2 separate regions of the Sus scrofa genome follow, and region 1 is linked to region 2. A link is a contact called in public targeted proximity ligation data. All regions are on one chromosome and are shown on one strand. The core of a region is the stretch at or near the end of the contact, and the rest is flanking DNA. Distances in the headings are between cores, read along the strand shown. Region 1 overlaps PTDSS1 (phosphatidylserine synthase 1). Region 2 has its middle 60 kb from the start of MTDH.

Region 1 (3,132 bases), core at 93-2,592, 1.1 Mb before region 2:
GTGGGTGAGGGCGGGGGAAAGAGTGAGAGGCCAAGGAGGGGATGGGCATCTCAGGACAGGCTCTGTGTGTTGCAGTTGGAGAAGGACAGGTTTAAAGAAATCTCACAGAGCAGGTGGAGGTGAAGAGTGTGGAGGGGCAGGGCCTGGAGCAGGGGGGAGCCCAAGGGGGTGGCAGGGACCTCAGTGAGAACCTAAGCAAGGCAGCAGCTTTGAAGATGCAGAGGAAGGGCTGGATCGAGAGCCCAGCTCAAAGCTGGGTGGGGCAACTCTAGGCTTTCTTGTGTGTGCCATCAGGGTGGCTTTTGGTGCTGGGAACAGGTTGAGGGATATCAGAGAAGCCTGTTGAAAGGAGATGATTAGGTTTGAGGGACCCTTAGATTTTTTTTTTTTTTTTTTTTTTTTTTTTTTTTTTTGTCTTTTTGCCTCTTCTAGGACCACTTCCGCAGCATATGGAGGTTCCCAGGCTAGGGGTTGAATCAGAGCTGTAGCCACCGGCCTATGCCAGAGCCACAGCAATGCCAGATCCAAGCCATGTCTGCGACCTACACCACAGCTCATGGCAACGCCGGATCCTTAACCCACTGAGCAAGGCCAGGGATCGAACCCGCAGCCTCATGGTTCCTAGTCAGATTTGTTAACCACTGTGCCACCAAGGGAACTCCAGAGGGACCCTTAGATTTTACAGGTGAAGGTGTCCCTTGTCATTGGAAATTCCGGTCTGTCCAGTAGCTTTGGAAAGACTCAGCCCGTGGTGGAGATGAAGGAGTCGGGATGATCCGTGTGTAGGACGTGGTTGGAGCCATTGAGTTGGTAAGAGTCAGGGAACATAGCATGGAGAGAGCAGCTGGCTGAGAACGGGTTCTGGGGAGCAGCCACAATTTAGAGGCCAGGCTGAGGCCAAGAAACAGCCATAGGAAAGGGGACATTAAAGATGAGAATATCCCAGTGAGCAGTATCAGGGATGCGGGCCATGGAGGGGGGACCCGGCCCAAAAAGCAGCTGTTGGCTGGGATGACTAGGGATCCCCCCTGCCTTGTGCATTTCCCAGTTAGAGAAAAAGCACAAACAAGGTCCTGGCACTTTTTCATCATTGTGGCCTTTATTAATGATCAAGATTGGTCTCTGTCTCAGGAATGCCCTCTGGTGGGCAGGATGTGCAATAACATTATTCAGTAAGAGAGCCTTGAGTCAACACCACGTCTTTACCCTGAGAGAAGCAAAGCCCCCAACTCTCCGCCTTGCTTGGTATGACAGCATACACAGAATTTGAGATTAGTGTGGAAGCAAAGATCCCATATGCTGGGTAATGAGCTGCCCCAGCGCCCATTGTCCGATCCGTCTGGGTGCCTTCCAATGCTTGTTACCATGACATAGATGACACGCCCATGGCTCTGTGCCTCTTTGGCTCTCCGCCTTCACGTTTTTCTTTCCTTTTCTCCTCCCTTTTCCTCAAACAAAATCCGGACAATTGCTGTTTTAAATCCAGGCCTTGGGATTTCAAGTGGGTATGTGCCTAGATGTCCACAGGTGTGATTGCAAACCCATAAATTTCAAGCTTCTTCCTCCTGGGACCAGGGAAAAAGGGGCCTCTTGTACCCAAGCGAAGTGCTAAATTTGGCAACCGTGGCAAGCCTCTTGCATGGTGATTGTGATGAGCAGCATCTGTCGCCCAGCACCTGCCAGACTTCTCCTAGCCCAGCTGCAAAGCCAGCTCTGCCCAGCTGGCAGCAGCCAAAGAGCCTCACTTGCCTCGCCTGCCCTCCCAAGGAAAGGAAGGAAGCTGGAGAAGAAGCCCGGGCATGCTTGCCCTCTGGTGGGCAGGATGCGCAATGACAGCCAACCCAGCCCTCACTGCTACCTTGGTCTTAGCAGAATGATGTCCTTTGGCCAGCCTCCCCACCAGTACTGCCTAGCCACTGACTAGTCTTCGGAGGTAGAACTTGTCCTGCCTGCCCTCTGTGTGCAACCTAGGCCAGTCTGTTCTTCTCTTTGTAAAGGCGCTAAAACATTTGTAGGTTTCCATGTGCAGATCCTCCAGTTTTCCTACTCTTGCTCTTCTGTGAAATGATGTATTTATTTATTTATTTTATTTTTGTCTTTTTGCCTTTTCTTGAGCCGCTCCTGTGGCATATGGAGGTTCCCAGGCTAGGGGTCGAATCGGAGCTGTAGCCACCGACCTACGCCAGAGCCACAGCAACGCGGGATCCGAGCTGCGTCTACAACCTACAGCACAGCTCACGGCAACGCCAGATCCTTAACCCACTGAGCAAGGGCAGGGATCGAACCCGCAACCTCATGGTTCCTAGTCGGATTCGTTAACCACTGCGCCATGACGGGAACTCCATGAAATGGTGTATTTAATAGTGGTGTATATCAGAATCTGAACAAGTACTAGAATATGTTAAAGGTTAGAAGTGGCTTTTGTGGGAGTTCCTGGTTGTGCCTCAGCGGGTTACAAACCCAGCTAGTATCCATGAAGAAACGGGTTCAATCCCTGGCCTCGTTCAGTGAGTTAAGGATCTGGCGCTGCCATGAGCTGTAGTGTAGGTCACAGATGTGGCTTGGATCCTGCATTGCTATGGCTGTGGCATAGGCTGGCAGATGCAGCTCTGATTGGACCCCTAGTCCGGGAACTTCCCTATGCTTGCTGCAGGTGCAGCCCTAAAAAGCAAAAACCAAACAAACAAAAAATATGTAGCTTTCATTTTATAATTTTAATGTATCTATTCATTGCCCAGTATTTTGATAGAGGTATGAACTTTTTTTAATGCCCATAGTACACCAGTTTGCATACGGATTTAATATAAAATGAACTAGGGAGTCTTCTTATATTTTATGTTATCTCTCCACCATGCTGCTAGTCCCACTTCACTGATGTGGAAGAAGAATGGCCAGCTGGAGCACTCAGACGCCTTTCTTTTTTGACACTTGAGGACTCTGTGCACCCAGCAGACACTCCGTGAATATCACTGACATAAAGGAACTGGGCCAGGGCTAGATTCCAAGCTGTGGAGTTCCTATCATGGCTCAGCAGTTAACAAATCTGACTAGCATCCATGAGGATGAAGATTTGATCCATGGCCTCGCTCAGTGGGTTAAGTAAGAATACACAGCCCGGCCTTCCCTGTGCTC
Region 2 (3,208 bases), core at 479-2,978:
TTTAGGAGTTTCTGCCATGGCTCAGCGATAAGGAACCCAACTAGTACCCATGAGGATGCAGGTCCAATCCCTGGCCTCACTCAGTAGGTTAAGGATCCGACGTTACCATGAGCTATGGCAGACCCAGCTCTGATCTGGCGTTGTGGCTGTGGTGTAGGCCAGCAGCTGCAGCTCCAATTCAGCCCCTAAGCCTGGGAACCTCCATGTGCCATGGGTGCAGCCCTAAAAAAAGACAATGTGTCATTTTGGAGGACACAGTTCAACTCCCCAAAATGCCCAAACTCCAAGTCTTCTGCTCTGAGAAAATTCTACCAGATGGCATTAGAAATGGCCTTCCCTCTTTGCTTCTTCTTTCTTTCCTTCCTTCCTTCTTTATACAAAGATTTATATTTACCATGGGATCACCCTGTGTCACACTATGGAAAGCAGAAAGATGAAGTGAGATTCTCACATTCAAAAGATTTAGACCTACGTAGGAGGAAGATTCTCCTGTACATACAAATCATAATAAGATCATGGTAATGGCCATGAGAGTCGTAAACACAGTGACCCCCAAAATACAGAGAAAATAAATCAATTCCTGCTGGGGAGAATCAAGCAAGATATTTGAGCTTGACCTCGAAGACAATCTTGGATGTGGATTTTCAGAAACTAGAAAAAGAGTCTCCAATTGAGCGGGGTGAGCAAAGACACAGAGACAAGAAAACACAGCATGTTCATACATTTCTCTCTCTCTCTCTCTCTCTCTCTCTCTCTCTCTCTCTCTCTCTTTCTCTCTCTTTTTTTTTTTTTTTTTTTGGTCTTTTTAGGGCCACACACGTAGCACGTGGATGTTCCCAGGCTAGGGACTGAATCAGAGCTGTAGCCACAACCTGCACCATGGGCCAGATCTGAGACCTACACCACAGCTCACAGCAATGAAATGCTGGATCCCTAATCCACTGAGCAAGGCCAGGGACTGAACCTGCGTCCTCATGGATACTAGTTAGATTCATTTCCTCTGAGCCACGACAGGAACTCCAGGTTCATACATTTCTCAGTATGTCAAAGACCCTCCTATGTCACTGCTCCAGATACATTTCAGAAGGATTAATGGAAAGGAGATACCAAGAAAAAGCACCAAAAATCAAATGAACAGTGATCATCTCTGGGAGGTGAATATTTCCATTGTGTTTTTATATTTTTTTCTACTTGTCTTCGATGCTTATACATTATTTTCAATGTGGAATTTTTTTTTTTTTTTTTTTGTCTCTTTGCCATTTCTTGGGCTGCTCCCGCAGCATATGGAGGTTCCAGCCTAGGGGTCTAATCGAAGCTGTAGCTATCAGCCTACATCACAGCCACAGCAACTCGGGATCCAAGCCCAGTCTGCAACCTACACCACAGCTCACAGCAACACCGGATCCTTAACCCACTGAGCAAGGCCAGGGATCGAACCCGCAACCTCATGGTTCCTAGTCAGATTCATTAACCACTGAACCACGACGAGAACTCCAAGAAAGATTTTCAAATCACCTCAACATAGTTGTCTCCATAAAAGAGGAGAAATCAAATCTTCCCTGATATAGAATTATAGCAGCACAAGACAACTTCAATCACGTCACTTATGACGTGGAGGGAGAAAATGACCAGGAGAGGTAGTTTATCAATCTGTGGGTTCCTGCAGGTCCTGGCATTGCCTACGTGGGCGTACTTGACCGCCGAGGGAACTGTGTTTTCCTTTAGGTAAGCAATGCCTGCCCTCTGCTGGTGATTCAAAAGTTAGCTAACGAGAGCCCAGGTTTTTCTTACCCTGTCTTCCTAAAACAAAGTGATGAAAAGACAAGAAATATGAACTCATCATTCTGATGGCAAAGCCATATGTTTCATTATTTTGCTGAGTCTTGAATTACTTTACGTATAGGGGAGAAAAGTCTGTTGGTTCACTTTTCTTCTTGTGCCAATACAACCACTCTTCGGGCTGGAACTTTGAAACACCCTGTCCCCAAGTCAGAGGGATTTGCTCAGTTGGCAGGAAGGAGGGTATTCAGTTTGTAGGGTGTAAGGGAGCCCAGTGTCTGCAGGGGGTTAGGGGGTTTGCACAAAGTGACGAGGAGAAGCTCTGATAGGAGTTCCCATCATGGCGCAGTGGTTACCGAATCCAACTAGGAACCATGAGGTTGCAGGTTCAATCCCTGGCCTTGCTCAGTGGGCTAAGGATCTGGCGTTGCCATGAGCTGTGGTGTAGGTTGCAGATGCAGCTCAGATCCTGCGTTGCTATGGCTGTGGTGTAGGCCGGCGGCTACAGCTCCGATTCGACCCCTAGCCTGGGAACCTCCATATGCCACAGGAAGCGGCCCTAGAAAAGCCAAAAAGACAAAAAAAAGAAAAAAAAAGAAGCTCTGATACCAAAGGGGATCAGATGCTCTCCTAACTCAAGAAGTTTGATTCAGGCTTTTTCTGCTTTAAGCTTAAATGGGTGATTTAAGCTTTAAACCACCATTTCTCAACCTCAGCACCACTGACGTTCAGGGCTGGCTGGTTCTTGGTCACAGGGCTGTCCTGTGCTTTGCAGTGTGTGGAGCAGCGTCCCTCACCTCTTATTAGATGCCAGAAACCCTCCTGGCAAGTGGTGACAACCGAAAACTCCTCCAGACATTGCCAAGGACGCAGGTTCGATCCCCGGCCTAACACAGTAGGTGAAAGGATCTGGCATTGCCACAGCTGCAGGCGCAGTTTGAAGCTGCAGCTCAAGTCTGATCCCTGGCCTGGGGAAGCCAAAAAGCAGGGGGTCAGGTCTGATCCCTCGCCTGGGGCGGCCAAAAAGCAGCGGGGGTGGGGTGTGGGGGGGTAGGATGTGTTTACTTTAAACCAGAGCTTGATAGCACATTGCCACCAACTGCAACTTCTCAACCTTCAAAGGAATCCTCACCTCCTTGCCTTGGTTCTCTACTCCCATTTATTCACTCGAAAGCATTTGCTGAACCTGCATTATGTGCCAAATGCTAGTGCCAGGTGATGAGAACAAACACATGAATTAGACGTGGTCCCGCCTTGGCAACGTCTTGACCCTTGGACAACAGGCTGACATTTTTGGCTGTTGTTGTCCACTTTGTGAACAAAAGCGATTTTTGATTTCCCCTAAGTTTGTGGCCTAAAGAAGGGTGAGCTAACGAGGGCCTGCCAGCCAGTTACCCATCCTTACAAATAAAGTTTTACCAGAACACAG

What was found.
Region 1: a contact with region 2 is called in a targeted proximity ligation map of alveolar macrophages. A contact is called at or near these places in 17 of 47 Hi-C or Micro-C datasets (alveolar macrophages, brain, embryonic fibroblasts and 12 more) and 1 of 2 datasets of targeted methods (alveolar macrophages).

What each region holds. Positions count from the first base shown.
Region 1 is chr4:40,306,106-40,309,237 of Sscrofa11.1, reverse strand. All of the region lies in intron 10 of PTDSS1 (phosphatidylserine synthase 1), which reads left to right. Among named protein-coding and RNA genes, the nearest start is that of PTDSS1, 68 kb to the left of the region's middle.
Region 2 is chr4:39,171,806-39,175,013 of Sscrofa11.1, reverse strand. No RefSeq gene overlaps it. Among named protein-coding and RNA genes, the nearest start is that of MTDH, 60 kb to the right of the region's middle.